Regions from separate parts of the Muntiacus reevesi genome. Here region 1 is linked to region 2. A link is a contact called in public Hi-C data. All regions are on one chromosome and are shown on one strand. The core of a region is the stretch at or near the end of the contact, and the rest is flanking DNA. Distances in the headings are between cores, read along the strand shown.

Region 1 (4,921 bases), core at 1,278-3,777, 340 kb after region 2:
ATTAGATTGAATACTTTGTTGGGGGTGGGGAGGTCTGTCCTGCATAATGTAGGATATCCAGCATCATCCCTAGACTCTAAATAAATATCAGATACCAATAGCACCCCCTACCTGTGACAACTAAAACTGTATCCAGATATTGCCAAACACACCCTGGCCAGCTAAATCATTACCAACTGAGGCCACTCACTGATTTACAGCATTCAGTTAAAAACCAAGCTGCATATATGTGCGCATACACATTTTAGAAAAATCTCTTTTCCTAAACAGTAAGTTCCTGAAAGGCAAGTTCCTATAAGTTCCCATGCCTCTGCCCACCCTCATGGCACTATTATTATACTTCTGGGCCTTAGTTAAATAACAACACATTAATACATTTAAAAAATGTATCTTATAAGCATGCTTTAAGTTTCACTTATACTCTGGCACATGTGAATTAAGTGATTAAAACAGGACGGAAAAAAAGCCTTATTTACATTAGAATTATAATATATATCCCTTCTTCAAATTCAATAACCTAGTATTTATTAAAACCCCACCAAGAATTTGCTAATTTTTAAGTTAGAAAACCTGCACTATTTTAAAAGCAGAAAGCAATGCAGAGAAATATCACACATCTCACCTGTTGCAGCTGGGTTTATCAATCCTGCAGAACCACTGGTGGCTATCTGTGAAGGAGCCTGGCTTAGCCCGGTGGAAGGGGTTCCTAACCGAGGAAACTGTTGAGAACTCATTTCCACCTGCAGTGCATAGTCACATGGTTATTACTGGATTCTGAGATTAGAACCAATAATGAGAAATTAAACCATTTTTAGTACCTATATCTTCCTTTTAGGAAAGCAAATGCAGCATCATTTATCGAAAATAATACTTGCGTTCAATATACAGTGCAGAAATGGTCTAAAGTGTTTCAGTTATCCATGTACATATGGTCAATTAATGGTAAAATCATTTATGTAATACTGAGGGATACTATGACTCCCTCCCAAATACTTGTGAATTGCCACACGAAAAAGTCGACACTACATCGTGTGCAACAGCCACATGACATGTATTAACACAATACATACATTTCTCTGTAAAGTTTCATGACAAACGGGTTGTGCCTTTGAAAGCCAAGCTTCACACCAAGGTGTACAAAACTGTCATCAATGTGTCAAAGGAGGAATCGGAGGCAGATGCCCTGTCCTAAGAAACGATCAGAAGCCTTACATCAAGACCTGATCCAAAAGGAATTCTCATGTTTTTCTGCACAGGCCTTCAGTGACAGATTTCATCCCGCCCTTTCACAGACCGCCACCGAGCCAGAGGGAACGGAGACCTTCGCCACCTTCCCTAAAATCGACCCTCACTTTCCCCTCAGGAGCCAAGCTCTGCCGAAATCCTCCATACGCCCGCAGTCCTACCTCCACCCCGAACCCCACAGCTGAGGTCGGAGGACACGGGTCTCCAGACACATGGGGTCTCTAAGACTTCTCCGGGGAGGGGGTTAGGCATTCTGAGGAGCTCAGGACCAGTATGCCTCTTTACCTGCAGCCGCCGCCCGCCGCCCTCCCCTCCCTCCCGATTCCACCTCGCCAGGCTAAGAGGGCCGCGGAGGACCCATCTCGGTGGCGGCGCTGGGTTCCGAGGTCGCCGGGAGGGCTCGCGCCACAGCGCGCCTCGGACCCGCCGCTGTCCAGCTCCTCTGGCCCCGCTCACCCGGGCCACCCGGCCACCGCTCCGCTCCAGTCCTCTTCCCCCGAACCTGCCCCTACCTCCCCCGCCTGTCCATTGGCCCCACGCCGGGCGCGTCACTCCAGCGCCCGGACCAATCCACCGCGGTCTGCTAGCTCTGATCCCGCCCCACCCTCCCGCCGACTGCCAGCCAATCAGGCGCGAGCCTCACCGGGGCAGCCCAAAGCCCTCGAGGCTGAGCCAATAGCAGAGGAAGACAGGCGCTGCCGGCGAAAGGGGCGGGGAGCTAGGAGGCCCCGCCTCGGTCGGGGTCTGAAAGCGGCGGGCGCAGGGCCCGGATGTGGAGAGTCACTTTAAACTGCTCCAGGAGCCAAACTCCTTGGGCTGCCCGCCCGCCCGCGCTCCCCCGGCCTCTCAGCTTCCCCGCCAAGGCCCACGCCCGCCACGCCCCCACGCCCGGATCAGCCCAGCCCTCCCGACGCCTCTCCTTTCCTTGCCGCAGGACACCGGGCCTTTGCCGCCGGGCCAACTGCCGTGCTCAGCTCGCGAAAGAGCACAGGTCTACGCCGCAGGAGACGAGGCACCGCTGCCCTTCCCCGGGGACGCGCAGCGGGACGGACGCTGCAGCCCGGCTCGGCCGCCCCGCCCCCTCGTCTCCTCCCCTCCCCTTCGCTCCCGGGCGCCTGTCCCGCCATTACCTGAGTGCTGCGCCAAGTGGCCGCCGCGCCACTTCGAGCTTGCTTCCGTGCGCTCTCCGCCTGTGGAGCCGACGTCCTCGGGCTCCGGGACCTGCCGCCACCGCCGAGGCGCTAGCACTCTGTCCCCCACCCCTCAACCCAGCGCCACTGCTTCCGCCGCCGTAACGAGCCCCTCACCCATTGGCTGGATTAGGCCCCGCCCTCCTCCGAGGAAGCCAGTCACCGCGCAGTGTGAGCAGAGAGCGGACTGGCCAGCCCCTCGGGGCCGCTGAGGCCTCTGGGAAACGTAGTCCCTGATGCCTAGAGGGCGGGCCTGGGCGGGGCGTCCTGGCGACCCGACCCGGGTAGCACACCCCTTTGCTGTCTGAGTTGATTCTGCCTTTTCCGTGTGCCTAGTAGAAAGGTCCCACCCTTTTGCTTCAGCTGATGGCACCAGGTTTCATTTTCTCGAGGGAGGTGCCTCGCGGGAAAAGAGTAATGGAGGCCGACTACACTGGGCCGAAGGAGCTGCAGGCAGGGCCGAGGGGTTTTCTGACTGTAATTGGTGTTTGCACCGAGGCCATGGCCCGCGAAGCCTGAGCATCGTGGGAGGATGAGATGCACGAAACTGGAGCGACTCTGTTGGGTTTACGCTGGACTCCGCGTCGGGAGCTGCTCATCGGGCCGGACCCACCAGAGAGCTGAGCTGAGCACTCTCAGGTTAAAGCCGGCTCGGAGAGGCGAAGGACTCGAACACGTTGTACCTGCTTGGTTTTTCCAGATTGCGAAGAAGCGGAGGGAGTGGTGGTGGTTTGCTGTTTTGTTTAGAGTGGAGGGATGGCGTTTATATGGTTGTACAAGACTTGGTCAACACTGCCGAAGCAAAATCTGAGTCTGATAATGATGATGATGTCTCCCTCCTTCCTTCCCAGATGGTAATTTAGGTCTGGAGTTTTGTGTTAAGAAATAAAAAGGGCTCACATCCTTCTTCCTTTCATGTACAGCTATGTTCTTGCTAGGAAGAGCGTAGCTCGTGGCTACAAGAATGAACCTAAAATATCCCTCTCCTTCCTCAAGCCACTTTGGTTTCACACTCTCTTCCCTTCTCAAATTTCTTCTAAGAGTAACTGATGTGGTATACCTTAGCCTCCTCTCTCCTTAGGCAGTTGATTCTGCCTCTGCCGCTGCTTCCCAGGCTGCTCCCCCTAAGTTGCCAGTGACCCTCTCACCTCACCCAGTGGTCCTTACTTAGTTTTCAGCTTGTCTAGTTTCACCAACATTAGTTCCTCCTTAAAATATTCTTCCCTCTGGGGAAAGAATACTGAAGAATAGATACATGTGTATGTGTAACTGAATCATCTTGCTGTTCACTTGAGACTAACACAACATTGTAAATCAACTATCAACTCCTTTGGTCTCCAGAAACACACTATTTCCTGATGCTACTTCTGTCTCTATTAAGCTCCTTTATGCCTTGTCTTTCTCACATGTACCGCATTCTCCAAGGCTCCAGCCCTCTCTCAATGCTATGCCATCTTCCTGACCAGTTTAACGCACCCTTACAGCTTCAAATATCATTTTCAAAAATGACTCCGTTTCATTGGTGTGGTGGCCTCTCACATGATTTGTACACATTCCACAAATATGTCTCACAAACCTCTGAGACTTAACATATTGGCCACTTTTGTTGATTTGCCTCACCTTTGTACTCCTGATTTCTGGGTTTGGCTAATGGCAGTGGCATCACCGTCCACCCTTTCTGCCTTTGGTTTTATTCTTGTTGGTTTCCACTCTTCATCTTCCAGAGTCAGCCTATGGAGTTCTGTACTTCCTTTTCTGTTGCGTTCATAGACTTGGCTCAACATTTCATTAATTCCTGTCTGGACCTTACTAGTGTTGCCTCCACTTAGATCTCTTCCTACCCCCAACCTGTCCTCTGTAGAGTTCTTTTTCTAAAGCATTCCTCTGTATCTGTTATTCCTATCTATGATGTTCCAGTGACTTCAGAATCTATTAATATTCCAAATCCCTAAACCCAGTTCAAAGGCTGGCTTTAGTCCCTCCTAACTCTCATGTATGGTTGAGTACTGTCTCAACCATAATTTCCACCTGTTCTCCACACAGCTTGTCTTCCAAGCTTTTGCTCAAGCTTTGCCCTCTGCAGGCCCCACCTTTCAGTGGCATATAGCCAAGTGCTGCCCATTTTACAGTGCCTAAGTGGAAAGAAAGGAATTCCTCTCTTTCCCATACACTATGGGATACTTCCTTAGATATTTCTTCAGTACCTCTATTATAGCACTAATATATCTACCCTGTCTTCCTGGATTAGGCAGAGAGAGAAATTACTCATCTTTGTATCTCCCATCAACAGGAAGGATTCAATAAATACTTGCTAACTATAATCCCAAATACATCCATAGTACATGAATGAAATCCAGATTTTCATTAGTTACTGCCTTATTCACTTACATCTCTAGTCCTTCACATAATGGATACTTGAAGGAAAACAGATGTTTCACCCCTGGTTGAGTTGCTAGGGTTTAGGTTTCCCGTTCACTGAACTTGGT
Region 2 (5,034 bases), core at 1,042-3,541:
AATAAATGGGGAAACAATGGAAACAGTGACAGACTTTATTTTTTCGGGCTCCAATTACCACACATGGTGACTGCAGCCATGAAATTAGAAGACGCTTGCTCCTTGGAAGAAAAGCTATGACCAACCTAGACAGCATATTAAAAAGCAGAGACATTACTTCACAAACAAAGGTCTGTCTAGTCAAAGCTATGATTTTTCCAGTAGTCATGTGTGGATGTGAGAGTTGGACCATAAAGAAAGCTGAGTGGTGAAGAATTGATGCTTTTGAATGGTGGTGTTGGAGAAGACTCTTGAGAGTCCCTTGGACTGCAAGGAGATCCAACCAGTCAATCCTAAAGGAGATCAGTCCTGAATATTCATTGGAAGGACTAATGCTGAAGCTGAAACTCCAATACTTTGGCCACCTGATGCAAAGAACTGACTCATTGGACGAGACTCAGATGCTGGGAAAGATTGAAGGCAGGAGGAGAAGGGGATGAAAGAGGACGAGATGGTTGGATGCTATCACCAACTTGATAGACATGACTTTAAGTAAGCTCTGGGTTTGGTGATGGACAGGGAAACCTGGTGTGCTGCAGTCCATGGGGTTGCAAAGAATCGGACACGACTGAGGGACCAAACTGAAATAAACTGAACCAGGCTACTAGCCTACCAAATTCTGATGTCTCTATGATGAGAAAAGTGGGTGCTAGAAAACCACATGATACTTGACATCTTTCAGCAGCTCAGTGAGGCACTTGTGCCATAACTCAAACTGAATCCTATACTTGATGAATCTTCTTACACATTTAATGAATCATATGAGAAATCACATTTCTGCCTTAAGTGACCCACTTCCTCATCTTGATGATCTCTTAAAAAACTGACTTGGCATGGGAAGTTCTTGGCTTAAATATTTACTTCTAACTCTTATTAATGTATTAACTATATTATATTTTGCCTGTTTTACAAGATTATTGTTCCTTATATTACCAAATGTGTGACTGAGCTTCCAACAAATATAATGCTGACTAGGCAACTGGAAGCAACTGATCAAATATATGGTTCTATATGAGATCAATTACTATAAAAGTGTGATTCTTGATACAGGAAGATGCTACAGAGGGAATTTTTTTCCTGGACTATAACAGACTAGCCAGACAGATAGTTCAGCATTACCTTTAGCTATTGTTTATAAGACCTAGCCCAGTAATAGCATATTGAATGGCCTTTCAGCAAAATCTCTGCGAGACCTGGGAATGAGCCTTGCTAGCACCAGCAGACAAAATGGTCATAAAGTGCCTCTCAAAGCATGATCAAATTTATGACCATGAGGTGGCCCTGTCAACTACAAAATGGCACCTGCCATGGGTAATTGCCATCTACCTCCACAAGGATTAAACCAGTTGCTGCTGCAGCTGCTGATTTCCAACACTCCCTGAAAGGAGTTCAGGGTGGAGAGCAGATATGAGGCAGGCTATGCTCTGGGAAAAATTGGCTGAACAGGTCTTCAGGTAGATATTTTCAGGAGCCAATTTTATGAGCCCAATTCTTGTGTCTTCTCATATCTAGAAAAGCACTCAAATTGTGACAACTGCTCATGACTAGCACAGACCTTTTGAAAAAAAAAAAAAAAAAAATGTGCTTGTTTCCGTATTTCCCCTTCAGCAAAATCACATATATACTGACCTTCACCCTACCTCTTTGGAATAGTTTCTCAGGGCTATCTGAGATACTGTCTTCCAGGCTATAGTCCTCACATTTTGCCCCAAATAAAACTTCCTTCACAACTCTCACACTCTGTACTTTTTTTAAGTTGGCAGTTGAGACTCCCATATCACCCAGTTACCTCACCATCAACCAATCAGATAACTGTGCATGAGTTGACCATGCACCCTGTGACCCTCTCCCTCAGTTTCAGAAACCCATCCCTGAAAACCATTGGAGAGTTCAGGTCATGTGAGCAAGGCACTTGGCACCCTACAATAAACAGGATACTTTCCTCCACCACAATACAGGGGCAGCAGATTGGCTTTGCTGCACATTGGGCAAGTGGAACCAAGTTTGCTTGTTTAGTAACAATAATCAAGATCCAACCAGGAAAACAAAGTATTAAAGGGAATAATTTAATAAGGGAAAACTGGTTATACAAGTAACAGGAAATCTGAAAAGTCAGACATGACAACAGCAGGAAATCATTAATACTTATCTTGTCATAAAGGACAAAGGATGGTCACCAGTCATCAGCTAGAGTTGTGCAGGGGAGGCCAGTACCAAGGAGGTGAGGGGAGCTAGTACAGACAAAAAAAAGAGACACAAGGAGACACCCTCTCTTCTCCTGCAGTGCCTCCAAAGTCAGCGATAGAAGAAACAGCCTACAGCGCTCAGCCCTGCCTCCCATCCCCAGTGCTTTTGGGGCAAGTAAATAAAAGGTGTGTCCAAGAATACACTGCTGTAGTACTTAACTAGGTTGCACTTTACATCACAAAAGACTTCCATGCCATCATATTTAAATTCACAATAGACACTTAAAAAATGGGTTTTTCAACCGAAGGCTTCTTTATCCACAAAGGCTTTCAAGCACCTTTACTGCACTCAAATAGACAGCTGTGACAATCAGGTCAACATCCGTTTGAGTGCCTTTGATGTAGCCTTCCAGGTCCGAAGAAAAGGGAGATGAAAGAGAACTTGTCCTCAAGCTGCTGGCACTGCTTTGAACAAATAAACTGTCACAACTGGGATAGATGAGAACTCAGAGAAAGTGCACCTAAGTGAGAGATGTAAACAAGAGGTGCAGCTTACTCTGAATGTCTGACAACCAGAGAGAGCAGCGAAACCAGAAGTCCTAGCAGACACCTAAATGGCTGTGACCTACACAACAAGCCAAGGAACTTCAAGGAGATTCTGGAAAAAGAGCAAGGCTGTAGGAGTCACCTCAGAATAGATTAGAAATTAATCGGACGTGAACAAGCGCTTCAGAATTATCTGATGGGTCAGGAAACCTGTACCCAGAGGGGTATCAGAAGCATGACGATGTGGGCCAAAAATATAAATACAAGACCTGGGGTTGAAACAATAACATTGCCAGACCTATGCTGAAACGGGTAAGAGAAGCACATCAGCGGGAGTGGGCGGTTAACTCTGCTTCAGCTCTGTAGTTTTCCCAAAGAAACCACTTATGACCTGCAGCGTGAGTTGCTTAAAAAATTAAGTTATAGATTAGCATAGTTTTAAGACGGTATACCCTTTCTCCATTTTCCCCCAATTGCCAAATATTGGAAAACTACAGCACAGAATCACGATACTGATATCCATAAAGTCAAGACACTTAAAGTTTCTTTCATTCATAGCCACACGAGCTCACGTCCTTTAACTAACTTCTAATGCTGTTATAATTCACCCAAGCCCTGTCAGCGCCTACAGCGGACACCGAAGAAACGTATTCATAAGCTACACGCAGTGATCAGCCGCGGCCCCAGCGCGAGTGCCAGCCGAGACCAAGAAGGCAGCGGAACAGAAGCCCCGCCCCTTCCGTCCCGGCGGACTAACAGCCGCCCGAGGTCCGGGCAGTTTCCAAAGCCGACTGAGTAGAGCCGGAAGTGGCGGCAGCACCCCGCCCCCCCCCCCCCCCCCCGCAACTACGTGGAAGCCTCCATCCAACATGGCGGACCTCAACCGCCAGCTGCAGGAATATCTGGCGCAGGGGAAAGCGGGCGGCCCGGCGGCCGCGGAGCCACTGCTCGCCGCGGGCGAGGCGAAGGAGCCCGCGGCGGGGGCCGGGACGTGGTTGGGCCGCGCGGGCCTGCGCTGGACGTGGACACAGAGCCCCGCGGAGCCGGCGGCGGGACAGACGTGTCTGCCCAGCGTGACGCGCACTCAGCGGCTGATGGCGAGTGGCGTGTGCCTGCTGCTTGCTGCGCTCTGCTTCGGCCTGGCCGCACTCTACGCGCCTGTGCTGCTGCTACGCGCCCGGAAGTTCGCGCTGCTGTGGTCACTGGGCTCTGCGCTGGCACTAGCGGGAGGCACACTCCTGCGAGGCGGCGCAGCGTGTGGACGCCTGCTGCGCGGCGAGGAAGCGCCTTCCCGGCCCGCGCTGCTCTACGTGGTCGCGCTAGGCGCGACGCTGTACGCGGCGCTGTGTCTGCGGAGTACGTTGCTCACAGCGCTGGGCGCCTGCGCACAAGTGGCCGCACTGCTGGCCGCGTTGCTAGGCGTGCTACCCCGGGGCGCGGGCACCGCTCTGCGCATCACGCTCGGGCGCGTGGGCCCGGGCGCCGCCCTCGCCAAGGCGCTCCCCGTTTGAGGCTCGCGGCTCACGCCGTCGGAAGGACGCAGAATCCGGCCCCGGGACACCACACGGAGCCCGTCCCCAGGATGCGCCATCGAGAGGACACGGGGAACCGGCTCTAGGCCCAGCGCCAGCCAAGCCAAGGACTGCGCCCGCCTGTTCCCAGACAGCACAGCGTAGAAGCTGCTCCTTTACTGTGCCAGCGAACTGTAAACTGAGACACGAGCAGTTTGGGAAGCTCCTCGATTTCAGCATTTTGTGCTACACTCGGCAGCAAGTGCTGTGAAAACCAGATTTTGTTTTGAATTGGTGGTACGCTATGAAACATTAGTGATAAATTGCTTTTGCGTTAACCGTGGTCTTAGATTGCACTCAGTAAAAAAAAAAAAGAGAGAGAGAGAGAAAATAGCTTTTCCGTTTTGATTGACTGCCCTTATTTTCCCGGATTTCCTTCACATTTTGTCACCTAAAAAATCCAGTGGTAGATCGCAGTAGCTTAGTTCCAGTAAATTTGCTTTCTTTCGCTCTTGGAAGTTTTTCCCCTTATTCTTCAACGTGAGTGTATCCATAGGAGTTAGCAGATTACATGCTGACTTTAGCCACTGGAATTTTTTCAAGTGCTTTAGTTAATACGGTTTATCTCAGCTTTTTCTTATTTTAGTGAAATTGTTAACATGATGTCTTATAAGGTTAAAGGACAGTTGGTTCTGCATTACATAAGGAAACCAAGGGCCAAGAAGCATGGTAGCCAGTAAGGTGCACGTAAA

Evidence for each region. A called contact is a pair of places that touch in the nucleus more often than the background predicts.
Region 1: a contact with region 2 is called in a Hi-C map of blood, with 5 times the contacts expected there. The contact joins the promoter of SAP130 here to the promoter of SFT2D3 in region 2. A contact is called at or near these places in 2 of 3 Hi-C or Micro-C datasets (blood and muscle).

What each region holds. Positions count from the first base shown.
Region 1 is chr3:264,651,390-264,656,310 of mMunRee1.1, forward strand. It overlaps SAP130 (Sin3A associated protein 130), which reads right to left and starts at 2,528. Exons shown (of 21, transcript XM_065931989.1): 1 at 2,376-2,528; 2 at 623-740. The coding sequence starts at 734.
Region 2 is chr3:264,308,746-264,313,779 of mMunRee1.1, forward strand. SFT2D3 (SFT2 domain containing 3) reads left to right here and starts at 2,292. Exons shown (of 1, transcript XM_065931981.1): 1 at 2,292-5,034. The coding sequence starts at 3,641. The coding sequence ends at 4,282.